Linked DNA regions of Mus musculus: all the other regions are linked to region 1. A link is a contact called in public HiCAR-type and Micro-C data. All regions are on one chromosome and are shown on one strand. The core of a region is the stretch at or near the end of the contact, and the rest is flanking DNA. Distances in the headings are between cores, read along the strand shown.

Region 1 (3,639 bases), core at 789-3,288:
ATTAAGCCGGCTTAGCATGGGGCCCTTCAGATGTTAATCTGAGGTTCGATACATTATAGCACAAGCAACTATATGTCCTTTTGATTTTACTTTGCAGCTTCCACAGATAAGGTCACTGAACTTCTGTGTCAAACAAGAAAGTACAAGGGAATATAATGTACTACAGAGATTAAAAGTATGGATATCAAACAAGACTGTCATTTGGGATTCTGTGTCTCTAAGTTAAAATTATTTCCTCCTCGGAGTATTAACTTCCTCTAACCAAAACCAGGGGATGAAACTACCTAAGGGGTTGACGTATTCCATACCATTTAGCTAACTATGGCACTCTTGGAGAAGAGAGCATAATGGGACCAATAATCTCTACCAAGATGTAATTCACAATTAAAAAAAAAAAAAAGTCACATTGCTTCCTGTGGATTGTCCTTTATGGATAGACCACGGCTTTACAAATCAGCAGACTCAGGTAATTGGTTATCTATTTTAGGCCTTAGTTTCCTCCTCATGAAACGACAGGGTGGGACCAGATGATTTAAAGAGTCTCTTTCCGGCCCTAAAAAGCCCCATGACTCTATTATGACTTAATACACTGACTTCATATCAGGCTTTAAGAGTGGTAAGGGCTTTAAATTAAAAGAATTTCTCCATTCAATTAAGTTACTTCTTGCTAAGATAAACTCCTTTCAGGCAAGTCTCGACAACGTTCTAATTATACAAAAGAAAACTGAAAAAAAAATGAATTTACAAGCTAGAGGCACTCGGTATATATTAATACACACTGCCAGCAAAGCAAACATTTCAACGAGACTCAATTGATTTTTAAAATATTGAAAAGTCCAGCCTGCATCGTAATGTCAACTTTCAACTTAGTAAAAAAAAAAAATGTGAGTTCCTATTACTGTAATAAAGAAGTGCTTGTATGCACACGAGTCGAGAGTCGCAGGGCCAAAATATCTTTCTAAAGCATTGGGGGGTGGGAGGGGGCAAGCGAAAGGAAAGCAATCCCATCTGCTCAAAACTCTTAAGCGAAGATGTTTCTTCCAAAGGCATCTTCTCCTCCCGCCCCCCTCCACCCCAAGGAAAATCCCGAGGGCCTAGTTCCCAAATTCACGGCGCTGATAAGTCAGTTTCAGAATCAGACACCTCGAGATGGCGAAAAGAAAAAAAAAAAAAAAAGGAGAAGAGGACAAACTTCCTGGATTTTTCTCTCTGCAAGAGAAAAAGAGATTTCCTCTTGCTGACGAAGGAAAGGCCCCTTTAACATTTTTTTTTTCCCTCTGCACGGTGGCGGCTGCCAGACTAGGTGGGGCTCGCTCCGCTGCCTTCCTCCTGCCACTTCCCGCAACAAATGAAGCAAGCCAGCCCCGATCCGGGCAAACTTTTTCCCTGTCAGGCTCGAGCCCGCGGGGCGCCGGGGAGTGGTCCCCCCGCCCCCCCTCGCGACGCTGCTCCGCCCGCCCGGCCCCGGGCTGGGAGAAGCCCGGGTGTCCGCAGAGGACAACTTTCTGGTTTCCGCTCTAACTTCCACCCACCGCCGAGGCGGGGAGCGGGGCGCGGCGGGGAAGGCTGCGGGGGCCTCGGGCAGGCGGGTGGGGGCTCCTCGGGCGCTCACTTCCTCCGCCATATTTCAGACATTTGACCCCTTCCGCAAAGCGCGCTGCTCCCCCGCCGCGGCCGCGGTTCCTCCCCGGCCGCCCCGAGGCGGCGCGCCCCGCCGAAGCGAGCGAGGGACTCGGGGGGCCCCCCGCCAGCCACCTGCCGCGCGCCCGGGCCACCCTCGCCGCCGCGGGGGCCATCGGGCTGCCCCGCCCGGTCCGCGCCGCACCCCACCTCTCCCCTCAGCCGGCGCCCGGCCCCCCGCCAGCCTCGCGGCCACGCACGCACCCCGCGCCCACCTCTCGCGCTGTCACCGGGTCGCCGCCGTCGCCCTCGCCGTCGCCGCGCGTTCCCTTCGGGTCGCTGCTCCCGGCGCCACGGCGGTCTCTGCCGCTGCCGCCGTCGCCGTCGCCGCCGCCGCCGCCGCTCGGGCTGCTTTCCACGCCTGACTCTGGGCGAGGTTTGGCGGTGTCGCCTTGACGTCAGGCGTTCAGCCTCGCTCTCGCTTCCGCCCGCGGGCGGGGCGCGCAGGAGCGCAGCCCGGGAAGGGGCGGGGCCGAGGCGGGCCCTGGCGGAGGGGGGCGGGGTCTCGTCGTGCTCGCCTCGCAGTGGGCCTCGCCCCGGCTCTCGGTCGCCGGCTCCGGCCGTGGCCCTTCTCCCCTGCCCTGCGTCTCGTTGCTGCGGTCGGCCTCGCCCCCCGCTGGCTGGGCTGTCCGACATAATCGGTGTCAGCCTCAGCGGAGCGCATCCGTTTCGACCCCAGCGGGTAACGGGGAGCTCAGGGGCTTGGAAACCTCTGACGCCTTCGCGGGGCCTCCGAGTGCACAGTCGCCAACGCCCCCAGACCGTCGGTGTTCGCGTGGTCCTTTGTGCTGGGGAAGTAACAGAGCAGCAGTTCCCACTCCCAGAGCGCGAGGGCAGCTTTTCATTTTTCAAATGGCCTTTCTTTAGGTTTGACAAGTATTTCAGCCTGTGGTGTGTTAAGCAGGGCCAGCTGTCCAAATTACCCTGCCAGACGCAGTTCGCGAATGGAGGATTCCAAAGCATGCTTATGGCCTGTGCCTAAGTGAACAGTTTATAGAATTAAAATAATTGGTTCATGGAAGAGCATGCCTGGGGCGCCTTCATGACTTTATAGATTACTCATAGATGTCAGTCTATGATGTGACTCCGAAAAGCTCTGTCCAAAAATGACTTGTTCCAAAGAGCACAAGAACTTACATCGATCTAGGTAATTAGAATATTTTCTCACCATCACCTTTAATATGAGAATCATGCTATCAGAGCTTTGTTTGGAAGACTTTGTTTCTGCTCTGATTACGCTCTCTTCATTGCGTGGTCCTGGCTGGCCTGACCTTGCTATGTTGACCAGCTTGGCTTTCATCTCAGATACACCTGCCTCTACGTATGGAGTGCTGGGGATTAAAGGCATGCGCCACCACTGCCAGCGAGGGAAAAGGTTTTGATGAACAAAACTTGAGAGGAAAGTACTGAAAGGAGTAGGCAATTTAGCTGGCCCTCCCTGTACAAATTATTCTGGAAATTTAACGAACCCTAGAAGAGAAATGGAGACGTGACCACTACGCTAACCTGAGTTAAGTGAGCGAGTAAGAAAGAATTATAGCTGGGTCTCAGGATGCCAGTCTGTAAGAGCACACCTCTTTCTTCTGCAGACTGAGCAGGAGGTGGCTCCTTGCAAATTCTAGGTTGCTGAGGCCACAGAGTAAGTTAAAGCCAACCTAAACGGTTTTGTGAGATTCTCAAGAAGTTAAAAAAAGGGGGGGGGCATAGCTTAATGATCCAGTACTTGTCTAGCAAGTGTCCGAGTGTAGTAGGTTCAACCTTTAGAACAACAAAAAAAGAAAAAACCCATAATTGACAGTTGTGTGTGCTTCTGCACGCTTGTGCCCTCGCCTGTGGGCACACAGAAGCCAGAGGTGAACAGGTTATTTTCTGTCGCTCTCCACTTAGTTGTTTTGAAACAGGGTCTCTCACTGAACCTCACCAATTAGGCTTGAGTGGCTGGCCACCAATCTCAAGGGA
Region 2 (3,639 bases), core at 827-3,326, 1.6 Mb after region 1:
GTATCCCTAGCTTTTATCCAAGAGTCCAACACATAGTAGGGATTTTGTCAGAGTTAAAAATATAATCAGTAGGTACAAGTTAGAACTCTGGCATCACTAGGCTGTCACTTTGGTGGGGCAATCATACCGTTGATTGCAGTAAAACCTCATGAGTAAGGGCCAGTTCATATCAGAGGTTTATTAGTCAGGCCCCCCAGAATAACACCTGTTAGAATAATCATCCGCATCGTAGATATTACATCAAATGCTCCAGCGGTTTTTGTGTTGCTGGAAGCTGAGTGTATGCCTGTACTTGTAGCCAGCCTGGCTATTGCTGGATGCCCTTTAATCTTTCCGGAAAATCAAGGCACATTCTTGAAACAAACTTAGGGCAAGACCAAAGTTATGCCATCTGTTTTTCTGGATTTTACAAAGAGTCTGAAAGGAGCCTGCTCAGATGGGACTGGGGTGGGGGTGGGGGGCCAAGGCGGGGACAATAAAGAGTTTTTCTGTATAGTTTTGGCTGTCCTGGAACTCGCTCTGAAGACCAGGCTGGCTTCGAACTCTGAGACATACTTGCCTCTGCCTCCCAAGTGCTGGAATTAAAGGCATGCACCACCAAGCCACCACTGCCCAGCGCAGATGGGATTTCTAAGAACCCCTGGGATGTTGTGACTCAGTTTCTACTTAGCTCTTCAGCTCCCAGGTGCTGTGTAGCTCTGCTCTTGAATCCTTTCCTTTCTTTCCTTAGGAGAGACAGCCACTGGTTTTTGGCAGCAGGGCAGCTCTGCAGTGACAACCAAGCACTCGCACAAGGGGCAACGGCAGGTGCCAACATCCCTGCTTGATCAGACAGTTTATGAGATGGCAGGAGAAGACAGACCTTATCTTCAGGTGCTGTGTGATTATGCTATTGCTCTGGCAGTGAGAGAGCAGAAGGCTGGCAAGAGCTGATGTCCCCATTGAGGGAGAGGAACCACAGTTCCTTCAGAGGCCAAAAGAAACCGCAGAGGCGAAACCCCCAAACCACACTCCAGTAGATACAGCCTCTGGGGCTCCAAACTCTTCAGAACCCGTCAGATGGGAGGGAAAGGCATGGCTATTTTCCAGCCAGAGGCCCAGGCTTGAAGAAATGAATGGCATCTCCATGCAAGACAGACAGCTGCCAAAAGTCCCTCTCCTAGTAGCACTGAGGTCTCAAGGAAGAGCCCACATGCCTGGGCAGAACCTTCCAGGCTCTGGTACAAAGGCTTCTGTCCCCCCTCCCCCTCCCCACCTTTATTCATTTTCCACTGATTTTTTTTTTCTTTCTGTGAGCCTATGACAAGAGGAAGAAACTAATCATAAAACCTGATCATAAAATTCCTTCCTACACTTGAAGACAGCTATTAAATATTCACTCAGCTGAGGTCTGCTTGCATCCTTTAAAACAAAAGGGGCTCCTGGCTCCCACCGTCCCCACCCCTGGGACCAGCGCCGACCATCCCGAAAGTTGCCACTGCCCCTGTGTTGAGGGCGAAGTTAGCGAATCCGGAGCTGCGAGTCTCAACTTGGGGGAGGGGGCGACGGGCAGGGCTGGGGAGGGGAGTGAGCGGCGAGAAGGAGGGACTAGAGGGAAGGACACTGCCCCCTGCTTCATCGAGGTCATCGCCAAAGCCGCCTAAGCGGCCGGTCGGGCTCGGGGCGGGAGGCCCGGGAGGGGCGGGCGAGGGCTCCGCAGCGGCGGCGGGGTGCCAGGCTCCGTACCTGGCGGGCCGGGCGCGCCTCGCAGGCCGGCGATCCGGGCGCCGAGGGTGTGAGCGCGCGCGCCCCTCCGTGCCCGCCCAGCCTCGCGCGCGTCTCGGGGGGAGAGGCTCTGGCGACAGGCGCCCCGGGAGCCCGCAGCTCGGTCCCGCCCGCCCCGAGGAGCTTTGTGCGGCCGCGGCGGCTCCGAGTCCCACCTGCTGGCGGCGGAGGGACGAGGAAGGAGAAGGCGAGGACGACGAAGAGGAGGAGGAGGTGGAGGAGGAGGAGCGGAGCGAGGCGGCGCCAGCCCTGAGCTCCCGCCGGCGCCCACCTCCGGGGGCTCGGCGGTCCTACACCGGCCTGCTCCGGTCCCCCGGCCTCGCGGCCACACCGCGCCACCGCGGCTGCAGAACCCCCCCCCCCCCCCAGCTCTGCCCGGTTACCGCGCGGCCCGACCGCCACAGCCACCGCCACCGCCACCCCCGGGGAGCTCGGGAGACTTGGAGGCGAGCAGCGGGGCGCGCGGCGTCGCCTCAATGTATCGGGGAGTCGCCTCGGCGCCCCAGCCCCGCTGAGCAGCCTCGGGCGTGTTGCTACCGGCCGGAGGGCGTGAGCCAGGAGGCGCGGCGAGCCCCAGAGCCGGCGACCAGCGAGTGAGCGAGCCAGCGAGTACGCCCCGGAGCAAGCTCAGGGAGCAGACACCATGCCGGGCTGGAAGAAGAACATCCCCATCTGCTTACAAGCGGAGGAGCAGGAGAGAGGTGAGCCTGGCGGTCGAGCCTGGGGGGCCGGGCCGGGCGCCCTCGGTGCCTCCCTGTCCCCCAGCTCCCCGAGACCTGTCCTCCGGCCGGCAAGGGAGGGGCGCCGTGCCCTCCGGGGACCGCGCTCCAGGCCAGGTGGCACCTTGCGAAATCCGAGAGGGGGTTTGGGGATCTGGAGGGGGGAAAAGCCGAGGGGGCAAGGGAACAGTGCTGCGGCAAGCAACTTTTCGCCCGGGGAAAGATTCTGTTTTTTCTTACCGAGGACCTAGAGGGAACTCCAGCTTCTCCTGGGCCCGCTGCGCACGTGGAGCCCCGGCTCCTCTCTGTGCGGTGGGCTCTCCTGGTGCTGGGGGTGGGGGAGAATCTTGCAATGCTTTAAGTGACTTTTCAAACTTTCCTCCTCCTGCCGCGGCCGCCTTGACGATGTCCCCGCCTCTGGCTGGGCTACGATGGTGCTGCCAAACCCAAAGTTGCAGGAGATTCTTAAAGGGGGAGTAGAAGGGGGAAGAGTGTGGGGGGCGGGTAGGGGGCGCTGCCTTGGGTCGCTGGAAGGGGGGAGGGGAGAGAGGACTGACTGTCCCCTGGCTGGTAGTGACTGCCTAAAAGATGAGTTATGCCCAGCGCAGTCCCGGCTTTCTAGTTAATACCGCAGGACTGCGGACTTTTCATAATTACTGTCTGTTTTCTTCGGAAGACACGGCTCTCCGTGCCAGGTGGCTCTGCAGCCCCTTTGTGCTTCAGCCTGCCAAGTGTGCTGGGCACGTTGTTTTGAAGTGACTCGCGGAGAGGAAAAGTTGAAGGCCTTTTGCACTCTAAACGCTTGGTTCTGTTGTCATCTTACGGTGTTTGGGTTGTGCAGTGGTTGGCCGTAACCTGGATATCATGTACGGAGTACACCAAAATTTCCTACCAAGGCCCCATGGGGCTGTGGGGTGCGCAGCATCCAGAGGGATTCCCTGGCTGTCAAGGTCCACCAGGGTTTATATACTCCTGCTGCTTCAACTACAGCCTGCTTTGGCTTGTTCAAGGAACCTGCTTGAGAATTGAATGGCTTTCAGGCTGCAGGGTCTTCATGACTAACAGTTGGTGCTGGAGGTTAAATGGTGCTTCGTGGGTAGGCTGTGATGGAAGCAGGAAGCCAATCTGGTGTGTAGAAGGGACAGCGCTATTTCCC
Region 3 (3,639 bases), core at 782-3,281, 1.4 Mb after region 1:
ACAGTGTCACCACATGAAATAATTGTAGTCTTTCAAAAACAATCCAAGAGTCTGTAATTAACAAAACTGCCTCCAAGCAAAAGTTAAATGGAATCAGAGGGGAAACTCAGCACTGCTACAGGAAGACGGGGAAGACACCCCCAGGGAGTGACACCCACACCTTATACAACCGAGAGCTTACAATCCTGGCTGTTTCATTCATTCATTGACAACGTCAACTGTGAGTGAGTGAGCAAGGATCCAGAAGGAACCAGGCTCTCCCTCGTCCTCAGCAGTCTAAGTGCAACCCCCTCCACCTTCACCTGGAGATCCAACCCAAGCTTCAAAGTGCTCCCGACAAACACGCCACTCTCTCCCCACATCATCCTCAGGGGAAACTTTTTTAAAAATGGAAATGTAAGACTCAGAAACTCCATAGGTAGGTAGGTATACATACATATATATCAAATTCTTGGTGGTTTGGAGTCAGAGAAACGACCCTGTATGTAGTTCACTGCGCACTTATGACTTTACCTAGGAACAAAGGCATTATTTTCCCCGGAGTTCCCCTTTCACCAGTGGGAAAATTGCTTCAGATAGGATTTGGACAAACCTTCAGGTGTTAAGAGTTCACAGAACAAAAACCAAGCTCCTAGACTAATTTTAACCAAAGATTACTTGTTCTTTAGTCTAAATGCACACAAAACTGTACTATGGCCCAAGGCATTACAGAGGAAAACTTAGGTATCAAAAAAATAGCCTTTTTTCTTTTGACAGAGGGCTTATTTGTGAAGGATTAGGCGTGGTGTGTGTGTTAACAATCAGTGTAGCATGAAAAAAACAGACGAGGCGACTGTGTGAAAATATAACACCTTCGATATGCACGGGACTAAGAACCAATGGTCCAGGTCTTGCAGAACACAACTCTATGATTAAGCTTCATGGCTCACCAGCCTCTCTTTTCAAGATTGGTTTGCTTGGCAATCCAGCCCTCTGGCCATGACTCTGTATAGGGATGTGAGACCGAAACCCCAAGATCCTGCGTGGCTTTCACTCGGCCGGAGAAAAGTGACAGGGATGCTGGCGGGAAAACCCTGCAGGCCAAGTTTCCCCCCCACCAAGCCGGGCTCCCCTCCCCCTTCTGGCCACCTTCGCCAAAGAGAAGGATCCAAAGAGAAAGTATACAATCCAATCAGCGAAGGCCTCGGAGAAAGTTGATCGTGGCACCCATTTCCCATCCGCGGGAAAAAGCCAGGCGGCGGCTGAGTGGCTGGAGAGCGGCAGCTTGTCCCCCAGCGCCGGGATGGCCTGGCGCCTCGGGAGGGCCGGGGACTAGGCCCGGCCACCCGCCCGCCCGGGAAAAACTCCTTCCCTCCCGCGCAGCCCGTGCCTTCGGGCCCGGGCGCTACCTGGGACGCGTCCCTGGGGGTGGACAAAGGATGCGCCAGGGACGCCGGGACGCGGACCAGCCCCGGGCGGCCAGAGCGGACAACGGCCTAGCGGGGAGATGGGGGAGGGGGTGGCTGGAGACCCGCCGGACCGAGGGGTGGGGCAGGGCCTGTCGCGAGGCCCGGGCGGCGGCCGCCCTCCACCTCTCCCCCACCCCGAGGTGGGGCGAGGGTCGGATTTCAGCCTCACCTGAAGTCCTTGTCGCTGGATGTCATTTTCTCCAGCAAGTTGGAGATGTGGTACGAAGCGCTCGCCATGTTGCCGGCCTCGATCCCGCCTGCTGGCTCAGTGGCTGCTGGGCCCCGCGGCCGGGGCTCCTCCTCTCCTTGGCGGCGGCGCCCGCTTCCAGGGTCGCACCGCGACGCGGACTGGGGAAGGCGCTCCGACGCGACGTCCAGTCCCCGGCCAGACGGGGATGGGGAGGGGAATGGCTGCCCCGGGGGGGAGGTAGGGGAGGCCGAGAGTGAGTGACGGGGACGGCCTAACGACGGCGCTGCTCGCGGGGCGCCGAGCTCATGGGCGGCGGGACGGACGGCTTGGGCCTCGCCGGGAAGCCAGACACTTGCGTTCGGGCCGCCTCGCTCCCACTCCCTCCGCACTCGCTCCCTAGGGCAAGAGGCCAAAGCCCGCCTCCTTCGCTAGGAGGGCGGGGGCGGCCGACGCAGGGCGCTGCGGGGAGGCGGGGTCGGAGGTCACCGGGGCTGCCCGGCGCACTCTGCGCAGTCGCGGTTTACAGGGACGCTCCCGTTGGCCCGGCCGGCTGTCTGTCTTCGCACGGGCCGCCTTTCGGGCGGAATGGCAACGCCTCGAGGGGCTCTTCTCGCGAGACCTTAAAGCGACGGTTAAAGGACGGGCAGTGAGCGTCCAAGGCCGGAGTTCTGCAAACGCTCCTTGCTCCTCCCTGCGACATTAAGAAGGAAGGTCTATGCGTTTGAAAGCGCGTGGGGCTTGTGGGTGATGATGCTAAGAGCTGGCCTGGAGGCCAAGGGGTGCAATGGAAAAATGAGCTCTCTTTCCGAACGGTACGCGTGGCCGAAACTGTCCCCTAACAACCATGCTGTATGGTTGCCACGTGAGAACTACGACTCCCACAATTCAATTGGGGACACACGAAGGACGTGATTGGCTCTTTGAACCTGGAGTTTCTTTATTGGTTCCCGTGGTCGGAGAGAATGCTGGGATTTGCAGGCAGGCAACGCGGGTTATGCTAAATAAAATCTTTCCATCGGCGTGTGCTGTTTCTAAAGTGTCTGTTTCCCTGAAAACATCGCCCACTCCCACCCCCACCCCCGTCCTCATGTTGTTTTGGGCAAGCGCCTTGCAAAATTCAGTGTTTTGGTAGGGGCCTAGTCGAACCTTAGTACTAATCTTTGCTCCGCTAAAAGGCCTCAGGGCCACAGTTTGGACGTAATCCTTTTATTCATCCCGGAGCCACTTTTTTTCTGTTCCATTTAGGTCCTAGTAAGGATTCTCTCCCAATGCCAAACATGGATGGTGCACGCCTCTAATCCCTGATCAGTAGAGGCAAGTGTAGGAGAGCCTTGTGGGTCTCAAGTATAAAAGCTAGCTTGGTCTCTAAATCGAATCCTAGGCCAGTTAGGGGTATCTAGTGCAAACCTGTCGCAAATAGGGGAGGTGGTGGGGAAGTATCATTGCAGATTGTGCTCTGAGCCTACATCTTTCAATAGTCGGCTTCTGTGCACTTAGTTATGAAATCTAAGTTTTCCTATGTGCTCGGATACACCAACACAACCACCAGAGATCAGAGGTGACATGTACAACTGTTTGTTTACTCTCCAAGTTTCCCTAACCGTTCAGTATTTCACAAATAGCCCAAAGAAGAGTTGGAAGGATCAGAGATTTAGGTTTGGTTTGCTTTTCTGAGATAGAGTTTCTCTGGGTAACCCTGGCTGTTTTGGAACTCAATCTGTAGACCAGGCTGATCTCAAACTCAGATCCCCCTGCCTCTGCCCCCCTGCCCCTCTGACCCCCTGCCCCCCTTCCCCTCTGCCCCTCTGCCTCTGCCTGCAATATTAGGATTGAAGCTGTGTGCCACCACGCCTGGCTAATAATTTGTTTATTTTACGTGCATTGGTGTAATTCCTCCATGTGTATCTGTGTGTGGGTGTCAGATCCCTGGAGCTCCAGTTATAAACAAGTGTGATCACTGAGGGTGTTAGGACTTGAACCCCTGGTCCTCTGGAAGAGATG

The links. Hi-C and Micro-C count contacts between places; a contact is called where the count stands out from the background. HiCAR-type assays count read pairs that join an accessible place to other places.
Region 2: a contact with region 1 is called in a Micro-C map of embryonic stem cells, with 7 times the contacts expected there. The contact joins the promoter of Grip1 here to the promoter of Rap1b in region 1. A contact is called at or near these places in 3 of 39 promoter capture datasets (hippocampal neurons, liver and pre-B cells) and 1 of 484 Hi-C or Micro-C datasets (embryonic stem cells).
Region 3: a contact with region 1 is called in a HiCAR-type map of astrocytes, with 5 times the contacts expected there. The contact joins the promoter of Cand1 here to the promoter of Rap1b in region 1. A contact is called at or near these places in 8 of 39 promoter capture datasets (the 3T3-L1 cell line, cranial neural crest, embryonic stem cells and 4 more), 3 of 484 Hi-C or Micro-C datasets (cranial neural crest, embryonic stem cells and pre-B cells) and 3 of 115 datasets of contacts at active chromatin or transcription factors (astrocytes, embryonic stem cells and pancreatic cancer cells).

Annotation. Positions count from the first base shown.
Region 1 is chr10:117,843,936-117,847,574 of GRCm38.p6, forward strand. Rap1b (RAS related protein 1b) reads right to left here and starts at 2,039. Exons shown (of 8, transcript NM_024457.2): 1 at 1,896-2,039.
Region 2 is chr10:119,451,958-119,455,596 of GRCm38.p6, forward strand. Grip1 (glutamate receptor interacting protein 1) reads left to right here and starts at 2,077. Exons shown (of 23, transcript NM_001277292.1): 1 at 2,077-2,465. The coding sequence starts at 2,408.
Region 3 is chr10:119,238,024-119,241,662 of GRCm38.p6, forward strand. Cand1 (cullin associated and neddylation disassociated 1) reads right to left here and starts at 2,032. Exons shown (of 15, transcript NM_027994.1): 1 at 1,618-2,032. The coding sequence starts at 1,685.